2 separate regions of the Anser cygnoides genome follow, and region 1 is linked to region 2. Evidence: chromatin contacts called from public Hi-C data. All regions are on one chromosome and are shown on one strand. The core of a region is the stretch at or near the end of the contact, and the rest is flanking DNA. Distances in the headings are between cores, read along the strand shown.

Evidence for each region. Hi-C and Micro-C count contacts between places; a contact is called where the count stands out from the background.
Region 1: a contact with region 2 is called in a Hi-C map of liver, with 5 times the contacts expected there. The contact joins two enhancer-like sites. A contact is called at or near these places in 2 of 7 Hi-C or Micro-C datasets (both in liver).

What each region holds. Positions count from the first base shown.
Region 1 is chr5:55,210,403-55,216,799 of Taihu_goose_T2T_genome, reverse strand. The region is part of intron 3 of PPP2R5C (protein phosphatase 2 regulatory subunit B'gamma); the gene reads right to left. Among named protein-coding and RNA genes, the nearest start is that of PPP2R5C, 36 kb to the right of the region's middle. Within about 2 kb of position 4,764, at least 2 of the 3 cell types and tissues checked have open chromatin away from gene starts, as enhancers often do. A contact at or near this core is called in liver, where this site is marked.
Region 2 is chr5:54,942,134-54,948,546 of Taihu_goose_T2T_genome, reverse strand. LOC106047813 (a long non-coding RNA gene) reads left to right here. Exons shown (of 17, transcript XR_010832008.1): 5 at 2,550-2,648. Among named protein-coding and RNA genes, the nearest start is that of DIO3, 170 kb to the left of the region's middle. Within about 2 kb of position 3,791, at least 2 of the 3 cell types and tissues checked have open chromatin away from gene starts, as enhancers often do. A contact at or near this core is called in liver, where this site is marked.

The DNA of each region.
Region 1 (6,397 bases), core at 3,515-6,014, 270 kb before region 2:
AGGTTAGAACATAAAAGCCATTACCAGCAGAGGAACATCTTGTTTGCATAGATGTAAATACTCCTGTACCTATAAATGAAAAATATTACTGGTACCCACTACTACATGCTTTACAATGGTTTCAGTAACTAGCAGTATTTGATGAAGAATCAGCTGACTCTATAGAAGTTACAAGTTAACAATGATGTTGGATTTTAATCTTAAAACGTATGTCATAGCAAAAAATCACCAAACAGAAGAATTTAGATGTATAAGTAAGAATTGAGGACGATATGCATTTATGTTGATACAATTTTGCTTCCTCTGAAGGGAATACCATTACAGTATGACTCAATAAATACAACTTAAAAATTCCAGATGACTACCTTCCTCTAATTTAAAGGAACTTTTAGCTCAACAAAAAGTCCCCTCCCAAGACTTTTTACAGTCAAACCCTTTGAGATTTTAAAGGCAGTGTGAACAGTTAACATCCTCATTGTTTCCAGGAGCTGAATTTATACATGCACACTTCATTTGGCTGAAAGATTTAGACAAAGATTAAAAAATACAGAAGGAACGACAGAAGTACAGAATACAGACAGTAAAAGCAGTAACACATTAAACTCAGCAGGTGTGATAAATATGCAGCCTCCTTTAAATGTGCTCTTGGTCAAGTATTAAGAATGTTCCCCATGAGTTGCTTCAGGAAACACCAGTTTAAAGAAAAAACCCACAAACATCAGTCTGTGTCTGGCTACGTACTATGGCTACATCTAGATGTCCTTCTAAAAATCCAGCAAAACCATCACAAGAGGCAATAATACTGCAACAGTCATTTGTATGAAATAACAGTGCTGTGATAGTTTAGATAATTATCTAATACTAATTGATGACATTCTTACATACACATCTCACAATCCTACAGATATGAGACCTGGGTTCGTTAAGAACAGAAGTGCTGCTTGTTCCTGGGGAAGATGGTCTTGTTTCTCCCTTTCAAAGCACCAGTTTCAGGAAGAACAGTAGAGGGTTTCAAAGCTAACAATTCCATGTACAAGTGGTTAAGCAAGGCTATAGAGCAGCACTGGCCAAGTATTTGCTACGAGGATACAGGAAAGTTTCAGCAATTTTGGCAAGAGGAGTCAGGCTGAACATCAACAGAGTCTGGGTGGCTCAGTAAGAAGGCACAGGTAAAAACCTTCGAACAAGCAGCCAGTGCTCCCACCTCCAGATTATCAAATTTCAATTTGCTCTGATGGGGAAGAACAAGCATTTTTCATCTCCTTTAAACCCCAGCTAAGATTCATCCATGCAAAACCAAGAACTGCAACCCACAAACAGAACAGAAAATGCGTGCTGATCATGGGAAGTCCCATTAACTGGATTAAAAGTGGGGAAGGAAGTTTTGAAGGCACAGGAATATTTCCACGAACTAAAAGCATGCCTGCAATTTCAGAAGAAGCTGTCAATTTATATTTTAAATAAACTGAAAATGAATTAGCATGGCTCATTAATGTGATGGAAACATCTCTGAAGAAAGCGATTATGGGGTTTACTCTCTACAACTTCCTTCTCAGGAAGATCCTACTCACCACTGACAAAGACTCACTGTACCTTAAATGTTTACTACATTTAAATGTGTCGAAAGATTAAAGAAAATTAATGGTCAAGCAAACATGCATGCTCAAACCGGTTAAATTCATTTATCATCCTTAAAAATACCTACTTGTATGGAGGTAAAAATTACCATTGCGCAGGAAGTACAGTGGGAATAAAACACTTTCATTTCCCACAGCAGGATACACTAACACCAGAAAAAATAGCATGAAAGGTGACATTGAGATTTCTACGTATGCTTTCAAAATCAATACAGCTCAGTTTCAGACTAATAAAGCATTAATAAAAAAAGTGATCACATGTAAAGGAAATTACGCTTGAAATTTACCAAGTTCTTGGAAAGGATTATAAAGTAATGACAGGTGACAGTTATCTCAGGAATTAAAAAAAAAACACAAACTTTTAACAGTGTTTTTATAATGCAGGAAGATTACCAAAAACATGTTGTGAGGATCTGTGGTAGAAGTTACCCTGTTCAACATTTTCATAAACAATACAGAAGATTAATAGTGAGGTCACACAGTTTGTTAATGGAATATTCATTGTCACTTTAAAGCCTGTTAAAAAGAGCTACAGAAAGATTTCACAGTACTGAGCAAATGAATTCCATTTATTACATATTTTCAAATGCGGATAAATGTGAAGAAATGTGGGTGAACCAGCTGACTGCATATATTTACGAGTTCTAGCTTACTCAAAAGATATTTTAGTTATGGATGCTCCCTAAAAACACATACCTGCCAAACAATTTTTGACTACTGCTGAGCTGCTAAAAGAGCATTAAGAAAGTAACAAAACATTGTTTTTGTGTGCCAATATTTTTAATACTGCATACAGCTCCACTTACCCTATCTTTAACAGTTCACAAAACCAGTGAGAATCATTTAAAAACACCGTAACAGTTTTCATGAAAGTAGTACACAAACTTCAGAGTTACCACAGACGTAAAAGTACTAATAGGCATTTTGGCACTAAACGCATTAAGAAGTCTACTTCAGTAACCAAAGGGGAAAAAACAGCAACCAAAAATACAGAATATTGCTCTTCAAATTTTAAGAAGTACATTAAAATTATTATTTTTTTAAGTGACAGAAAGGGCAGTCTTTTTTGCCCCATATGCAATAAAGAACTGCAGGATCATAGCATAATTTATCAGAAGTGACTGTCTCACTTCTGCTGGTCTAACCCCCGCTCAAAGCAAGGTGAACTACGTAAGCAGAGCTGCTCATGTTGCCCACTCAAGTTTTCAGCGTCTCCAAGCAGAGATTTCACAGCCCCTTTTGGAATCTTGTTCCCATGTTTAAACACTTTCACAGTGAATTTTTTTTTTCTCCTTGCATTCAGTTGCAATTTCTTGCATTGCAGCTTGTATCAGTCATCTCTCTTCAGGCACCGTGCATCTCTGAGAAGCGTCTGGCTCTGTTCTCCATACCCTCCCGTCAGCCGAAGAAAACATCTCTTCTCAGCCTTTCCTTCCTTGGGCCAGCAAACCCAGTTCTCAGCCTCCTTTTGTGCATCGTCAGATTAATGGCTGCTGCTCTGCATGCTGAATTTGGTCTGCATTACTGCTGAAGCGTGAGCTTTGGCCTTCACTTCCATTTAATTAATTACAAAATTGATTTTTTTTAGCTCAGAAAAAAATCCTGTGAAGTAAAAGCCTTTGTGATTTTCAGCAAGTACTATTAAACAGAAATATCTACAAGTCAATTATTTTTCAAGAAAAAGAAACATGCTGGGTTCTTTGGGTTCTTTATAAAATGAAAGCACTGAGTGAACTTTTCTCCTTTAAGGAAAATCACGTACTTCAGGTTTAAATGCATCATGTAGCTCACTTAAAAGCTGCTCCCTCTGTTTACTCATTGTCAAAGGGACTTGACCTTTCATAATCAACTATGAAAATACAAAGTGGAAATGCAGCTTACAATAGCTGGAGAGCACTTGGTTTCTTTAAGAACCTGGCATTAGTTTATGATGATTTGATCTGGAGCTGAAAGGTTATCTAAGGCGGCCCAAGCTCAGAGAAACCAGCATCACGAGGTGCTTGATGCTGTGTTGGTACCCAACCCAACAGAACCATCAGCTTTTACCAAGCTTTTCTAAGAATGTAAATTTCTATCCATATCCTCAGATAAATACATCACAAGAATGTTACCGCTGCCATTTTTAGTCATACCCTGTAGAAGAGCACTATGTGGAGATGGAATATGAACTACCTTCCATGGTCCCTTGCTCAGGATTACAGGGAGCACATGAAAAGAACAGGCAGAGTTAACATTACCTACATCTTCAAACAACCAACCCCACAAACTTTCACAAAATCCAAATTAAGTTAAATAATTACAAAGTTGAGTATCAAAAAATTTTACTGCTCTGGAAGGCAGAGGACAACAGACAATGAGGTATTTGAAACAGGTCACAGCCTACAGGAAGCACTGGTGGGAGCTGACACAGGATCAGGGCGTTCTCATCCTCCCTCCCACACAACTTTCACCACGTCTTGCAAAGTATCTTGAAAATCGTTTTGGAAAAGCGTGAACAGACAATATTACCAATTCCACTAAGCAACTAGGCCGCTAAACTAACTTCTATACTCTGTTAATTCTGGCAATGCAGACCAGAGCAGAGTTCTACCAATATTTTGTTCAAATTTCTGAATATCTGTGTCTTGACTACATGAAAACACTGTTTTTCAGGCTAACAGCAGTCAACTGCACTTCTAATGAAAAGCGTACCCCCCCAAAGGAATAGACATTTATAATCTGCCTACACAAAGAATCAAGATCATTTTCTAACTGCACTCTGTCCTACAGCTACAGCTTCCTGCAAGACAACTCACCACAGTAAACACAAACTGGTAACTGAAGCCTAGTGACAAATGTTAACAGTTTGTTGTAATCTATGCTGCTTTTACAGCGCCTTTCTTTGCTTGAAGCACTGAGATGGAAATCAGAAGGTCCTGATTCCTTCCCCCAGGCCTCATCTCAGTTACTTGGATCAGGGCCCTGAGTGCACTCCAGTCACCCTAGGGGTTTCGCTGCCAGAAGGGCTCCATAAGGAGAGAGAAGCATCTTGAAAAACCATCCTGCTCTGCTTCCCTCTTTGCTGTAAAAATCTTACGTTTGCAATACTTAATAATTCTCTGCTGTCCTTACGTCACCTTCATAGCTAGTGACCTCCACACAAGGATCCTACAGGAACTCTCCATGCAGATACCCCACAACCAGTTGCTTTACCTTCTCCATCTTCGCTTGTTTCACAGCCAACTGCACACACACAAAGCCTCTACTGAGGACCACAAACCACAACAGCTATTTCGTAGCCATAACAGCTGCTCAAATTGAAACCGATTCTCTTTAAGCTTGCAAGGTAAGCTTTCAGTTCACTGCAGTCACTAAAGCCAAGCGGCTGAGCCGACCATTATGTGCTCTGTACTCTAGGACGATCGATGCAGCAGCATGACTTGGGCCCCCTGGAAAGCCTGGTGTGGGTGGAATGACCAAGGGCTCACTACCCCAGTAGCCAAACATTCTTCCTGAGCCAGCGCTGTCAGCACAAGCAGATAACACACAGTAATGGCTGCATGCCACTTGCCTTTGCCGTGGACTGGGCTCTTCTGATGCTTGGTGTTTTCCAGCAATGGGTCCAGAGTCATCTTCCGCGGACCCGATTTCTACACATTGGTCTTGGACAACTGCCACCAGTCTATAATTGTGACAAAGGGCAGAGTCTCACTGTATTCAAACCAGAAAAGGAGAGCCGATCTAGTGACAGTGATCAGGGCCAGCCAACAGTCCAGTGGTTGTGGAACATGTCCGCAGTGAAGAGGCAGGTCAAGCCAGGTGGTCAACACATCAGGACCCCGAAAGGCAAGGCACACCACCCAAGATATGGCTGCAGCCTGGATGAGGCAGTGACCAAAGCCAAGGGCCTGAGCCTGAAAACAGCTCCTGAGTGAGGGGGGGAACCCCAACAAGACTTCTCACGGCTCTCTCCATGACAGCCTGACTCAAGAGCTGATTTTGAGCACCAGCTGGGGTATTCAGGGCCCTGACACCTCCTATCCTACAAATCCCCATTGTTCCTCCAGAGACAGCAACAGTAGACAATAAGATGTTGACACCCTTATTTCCTATTCACAAGGCTCTAAACATGACTTTTTAAAAACACCTGCATCTATTTTCCCAACTGTGGTGCTTTGGCAAAGCTACAAGTAACCCAGACAATAAAGCTGTCTGCAGTTCAGAAGGGGGAGGAAGAAGAAGAGCAAGCTTCCACCTCTTGCCAGACCAGACTTCTTTTTAATTCTGCAAACTTTACATATTCCATGTGATCCAGGTATAGAAAGTGTATTAGAATTAATTTTAAAAGCAAGATTGCAATTTTTATTTTCAAGTAATTCCTGATAGTCTGCTCTACAAAAATACCCCCTCCTTTTTCCCCACTCACCCCAAATAACATTAAGGCCAAACAGAGTATTTTACCCTCTAATATATAATGGTAAAACAAGATACACAATCTCAAACTTTTACTTTAAACACCATATGAAATTTGTTCTAAAGCAGATTTACCTTTTAGTGGAGAAGATACTACCAGCCTTTTTTTTTTTTTTAAGTTAAAATTCTAGCATTTGCAGCTACGAAGAGAAGCACTTCTACTAGAAAATTCAACCCATGCTTCAACAGATGATGTAAAAGGACAACTGTAAAAGCTGCATGGATTAGAACAAGCAGTAAACCTTTGTCATTAGGCTTCAGAGTTATCAGCTCACTTTAGCTCCTATTTATTTTAAATACATAGTTCT
Region 2 (6,413 bases), core at 2,542-5,041:
CATTACCTAGTGTGTCACACCAGGCATATTCTATAACTCTTGACTTAATAATGGACATTATCCTACATATTGGGGAAAGAGAGACTTCAGACATCTTTCTAACTATGCAGTAGAAAGAACTGCTGTTTACCAAAGTGTTTCATTTTAGTGCATGTTTTTGCTTTTTTAAAATATAGAAGACTATTGTCATGGAAATACCTGATTCTGTAGCTATATTATGTGCAGTGAGAGAGCATTTCAGGTGATTGTAAAACAGTTGTGTATTGTAAATTGAGAAAAAAGTGGATGTCTTTATCTATCCATCCATCCGTCTGAACTCAGACTGTATTTTAGAAACAGATGTTATAGCCTTCATCCAGCTCAACATCTCTCTGCTCCAGCAGTTGTCCTTTCAGTCCATTCATTGTCCATGGTCACGGGTCATTATGCATGTGCCAGCTCTGGTCAGCTATCAAAAAGAACTCAGCTAAAACATGGAAGACACGATTTTCCATTTGAGTTCCCAACACTAAAATGGTATCATTTACTTTTGAAAGATTTCTTTTTTTAAAAAAATTAAACTACCACATCCAGAATTTCTTGTTCAACCATAAAGCCTTTTCCTCCTAGGGATCAGTTCAGTTCAGTGGCTGAATATCTAAATGTCAGGGATTCATATGCACAATCTACAAAATCTGGTACATACTGATATGTTGGAATAAAATTTCAGTCCCCAGTCTTGAATGGGTGGGATCCTTTTTTCTGTAAACATTATGTGGCTTGGAGGTTTGTCAGAGTTGCACCAATGTGGGTCAAACTGCATGGTCAGGGCCTTTAAGACTTCGGCAGGAAAGTTATCATTTGAGGTTCAAAGCATTTCTACTATAATATGAGAATTAAACCATGCTGCAAATTCTTAAAGTATTCAAAAAGAGGGTTAGTTTATTATCTGCAATTATCTTCTATACTGGTGTTTCTGGAGAGAATAAACATGGAAAGCTCAGTGTGTAGATCCTCCTGTCACAACTTTGCACTGATAATCAGATGGTAATCTTTGAAGATCTTCATCCCTTTTTATGCTGCAAATAGATATTTGGCTTTGTTAACCTGCTGAAGGATTTAAAAAGGAATCAACATATTCTGTAGACTCAAAGAGAAAGGACTGTTTATTTGTGCATTCTGACCTCCTGAATATTACAGCCAAAAATACTGCTTTTTCACATTTGCATTGAGCCCAATTCCTTTTATGTTTGATTAAAGTGTTACCTGCAAATGCAAACTTGTGAGCACAATTTATTTTCCAGTCTTCATTTTGAAAAACTGTGATTCCCTGAGCTCAGAATGACTGAAGTCTTGTTTGCTATGGCTTTGGATTGTCTGGTTTTCTAACAAGGCACAAGCTCCAATTGGAGCTTTTCCAGTAGCTGGGAAATTCATAACTGCTCACTACTAGTGGATCCTCTGAAGGCCTAGCAGGGTATGTTCACACTGAAGCCTTTCATTTACTAGAAACAGTATTAAGGTCAGCCTGTTTACCCATCCAACTATTTTCCTACATCTTGGTAGGAATGCAATTACGTTTGAGGTGTCTGCTTTTATCAGATATGGTGGGAATTAGTGATTGTGTCCAAAAATTGTTTAAGAGGTAATATGCGTATGATCAGTCATGTAAGCAACACTTGGCTATGTATGAGTTGTTTCCCTAGGAAATCTGGCACCTGTACTGCCAGAGATATCTGAACCCCTATGGATTTTTATTGTTCTATTCCTACTGTTCAGTAGAGAAGGAGAGATAAGAGAGGTTCATCTGATGTGAAACAGCATTCCTAGAGGATATCAACAATTACCAATGGACTAATTTCCTTCTGATATTCTGCCCATTTCTGGGATTGCTTTTCATCATGGTGGTCTTTAAAAAAATATAGGCAGACATACAACTGCCCTGTCAGATGAGAAATGAGAGTTAGTAAATTGTTTCATTTTTGTCATTTTTTCAAAGTCCTTTGTCATGTCATCAGCCAACAGGCAGGATGCAAGTGAGATATTGAGGCTTTGTTTATTTTCACTTCTGTTTCCGTTTGCTATATATGAAGATGATCCTAGATTTTGTTGCAATAATACTTTTCATTCAGAAATTTGGACCTCGTCTGATGTGAGCCCCAAACATTTCCATTTCTAAGTGCAATAAGTTAATGCCTATGTAATTATAAAGCGGTGCCAGCTTCTAACCACACTGTCTTACCTACCCTAGTCCTTTGGAAATGTTTTGCTTGCAACAACTTTATATACTAAACATGTTTGTTTAATAAAAATGTTGTTATGATAACTATAAACAACATATTTGTGACATGACTAATGTTTTCATGAAGTTGCTTTCATTTTCACAGGTCAGTGCTTCCTTTTCCAGCTTCACAAACAGTTTTCTCAATCATCTGGGCACCAAGTTGGTGCCTCAGCACTTGGATCTGTGTCCTATGATTTGATCTTCTTTTCAGAGTGTTCTCTCATTTGTCCCTGTCCATGTGCTGTTTTTCCTGACAGTTCTTTTTTCTTGTGCCACTTTATGACAGCTTTTCTCCATGATGTGCTGTTAAAAGCATATATCCAGATATCCAGAAAAAAAAAAAAGTGGAAAAAAAGAAGCAGCTGACCAATAACTTACCTAGAAAGTAAGTAATTTTTTTCTTATTTATTACGGGTGTATGTTTAGCTACGTTATAATCTACATCCATGACTTTCTGTACAACATAGGGCACATTTTGTGAATGAGCTTAAACACTATAAAATTGTAATTATTCATGAATAGTCTGTCTTTTATTGCTAATGACACACATCATACCAGCAGAGTTTGATATACCAATTATAAGAATAAAGTTCATCTGAGGTAACAGAGTTTATTCCTTTCTCAGGCATCCAGCCTGGATCTCAGCTACGAAGTAAGTACCTCTACCACATCTCATTACCAAAATAGCAACCTTCTTAATCCTTTGCTGTGAAGAACAAAGGTTTGATTCAGTCTCTGGAGCAGAAATAGGATCTTATTAATGCACTGGCAACTAAAGTGTTGTTATTTTTGTTAGAAAAGAGAGAAACAGGAATTTGCTGATATATGTTAGATTAAGGGCTTTTATTATTTTGAGATTAATCGGATTGTTAGTTAGGCCTTTTGAACGGCAGTTGAAAATCTACAAAATATCTTTTAATTTAGCATTTTGGATGAATTCAGGAGCTGCTTCTTCAGCTTCTATTCTTTGTATCTGTTCTGAAAGAGTTACTTAGGATGCCAATTAAATGGTGTATTGCTTACTCTGCAAGTGGTGGAACTAGGAGGAAAGTTCTGCCACTCTTGACAGGAGTACTGGTCTTGCTGGGCTCCATCCACTTGCCATCCATTGGATCAGAGCTTAGACCCAAGGCACCAGTGAGGTACCTGGTGCTTGGCTTTTGAGGATCAGAAGAGAACTGTGCATCAGCTTAGTGTCCAGGCTTGAACAGGTTACAAATGATGCATGAATTCTTGTTTGAAATGTTAGATCTCTGATGGTGTTTTATGGAGCCTCTTTCTTTTGAAAGATTTGCTGCCATGTAGTGTTTAGCTTCAGTAGACTGTGGAATTTGGGATCCCTGTGGAGTAGGCTCTCTATGCCTCTGGCAGCTCTTCAGGATAAAGTTGAAATCAGGATTGCAGAGGAGCCAGAGGAATTCTACTTGGTGAATTAAATGTTCTTGAGTTTGAGGACCTGGAAAAGGGTGAGGAAAGGATCTGGGTGAGCTCTCAAATTGGTATGAATGACTGGCATAGAAGGTATTGCTTAGAGCAAAAATAAATGCAGTGTAACTGATCCGCTGAGAGCAGCAAACCGTTTCTGGAAATGACTGGTGCTTGATAATTCTTAGTGATAGGCAAATGCCATGCTCCAAAATACGTGTGGTCCATTGTGCAATTCTGTGTGGGTGTGGATCTTTGCAGGTTATTGGCCTATGCCCTTTGGCATAAAATGTGTTTGTCTAAGTCTTAGTATGTAGAACTTCGGGTGTTTATCTTCATGTGTATGTGAAAGGTTCAGGGTTAAGCGAGGAGCTATCCCAGAAGCTGAGGTCAGCAGAAGTGTTCTGGCTAACTGTTCCCAGGGCTGAGTAGTAGACCAGTAGGATGGCATTTTCAGTGAACCTCAGTTTGCTGCTTCTGTTCCTTATGGTTAGGATAAATCTCATGTTTGGTCTCCAGGAGATATGACAAAGATATGTGATAGAGTCTGTAGGCTGAGACTTGTGGCTTGACTGTGTGGACTTTTATTTGTGAGCTGGATGAGATTTCTAGGCATAGTCTAAGGCAATTGTGTGTTGTATTAATTGCTATTTTATCCTGATTATTTATATCCCCAGAATGTTTTAAGTATCAAATTTTGATAAAACAGGAATGCTTCAAGTGCCAGTAGGATACAGGCCAAGCCTGTTCTCTGTTATACCCCTGTAAAGCTGGAATAATTCTATTGACTTCTGAGTGGCAGTGGTAGTACAGAAAGCAGAACTGGACCTGAGAGATGAAGCAGAGGGTGTGCATGTGTGTGCGCCTTGGGCAGTAAAACAGCTGACTGAAAAAAACAGCTAATGCACTGCTCCCATTTTCCCTTGATGGTTTCCAGCTGTCCTCTTATCCCTGGCATACCAAATGACATTAATTAGGTTCAGCTTATAAAAATAAGTGGGAAGCAGTATGCTTTACCCACCTTATAGAGCTGTACATAAATGATGTGTTACATACAACAAACTGCAATTGCAGATGCTGAGCAACACTGCGGTTATTAAGCCAGGAGATGAGTAAAGAGAAAGTTCCTTTGGCAAAGCAGTCATAGGCAGGATGGCTTCTCAGACTGTGCAATGGAAGAAGGTATGATCGCATGAAGGAAATCAATGTGTATTGCACCTGAAACACAATTGAGAGTGTCACAGACTTCATGCTTTGTTCATCTTGAGTCTTTTAGTATTAAATGAGGCAGAAGAAAGGAAGGATCTAAAGAGGAGAGTAAAGGAAGAAGGGAGTATTCTTATTTTCCCCAACCAGTAAGCATGTATTTGTAGGGTATTAACATCTTGTTTGTTGTTGCTGTTTTACATTTTTGCACATTTTTTCATTAGGGATTGTAGGTGAATTTCTCAGAGAATTTGGAAAATAAGTACAACTAAAATGTATTTGAAGAGTATGTAAACCTAGATTTTCCTCTGAGTGTACTGTCATGATGTGAAACTGAATGAGTTATATTTTATGCGGCTGCAGCAAGACATGGACAGGTTGCTAGGAAAGTATTATCAGGAACTGGTTGAAATCAACAGACGCAGAAGGGAACGCATTATGCAGGGCATGGAAATCACAGTGTCTTAACTCCATAGCCGGTCCCAAAGGTTAGTAAGATTTTGACGAATTGGATGAATTGCTGCAGGCTCTGTCTAAAGTAAAGTGGAAACTGAAAATTCAAATTTAAATGCTTATTAGAGACTTAGTGGAAAAAGTTATGCAAAAGTTGGAATGTGTGTTAGCTGCAGTTATGATGGAAGTTGCAAAGGAGAGAAATGTTCAAGGTTGGTGTTGCCTGACTAGAAGTGTTGTATAAACCTAGAGAAATTATCCATATGACTTTAAATAATGAATAAACAGCAGTTACTAATGTGGACACTTACAAATATGGACAACTATAATACTGGAAAACCAATGTTTGCTTACTAAGATATGATATTATTTGGTAAATGAATGGCCTTCTGAGGTCCAAGTTAGGTGAATTACAACAATGATAAAGTTACATTATGGCTGGAAACTTTTTCTTTTCCTGGATGTGTGTGGACAGTGGAGAAGAAAACGGAAAAAAGTAAAAAACTTGTTTGGAAAGGGGAGTAGGAGAGGGAACTCTCGTATTGTATGAATTTACTGTTTTACAGTTAAGTCTGGGTGCAAACAGATCACAAATGCTGCAGTTTTGTAAGTGGGTAGTTTCCACTTAGTCTAGTGCATTAAAGTCACTAGCCACTGGGTGGAGGTGGCAGACAAACTTCCTATTAGGTGTTTTTCTCACCCATTCTTTTTACAGTAAGTAGCCCAAGATCTAGGAAAGTAACTAAGAGACATGGTGGAACTGTACGTCAGGCTGGGGCTGGCAGTTAAAGTGGACAAGTTTCAGAAGTAAAACAGTTTTTAGTTCTCATTTGTGCTTTGTACTTTAGAAAGATAAAACAATAAGATTTGTGGGCATTGTAGAAAAAATATTTCTATCAAAGCATCTGATGTTTAGCTCTAGGAAATCTGATGCTGCGGCTGTAGGAAATATCATGCATCAGCTGATGGCCATGACCTTAACCAGAGGGCTTTCAGGTTGCAATACTGAATTTAAATCTATTTCATCAGCTCAGAAATATCTTGTGAGATCCTGGATTTCCTTGGT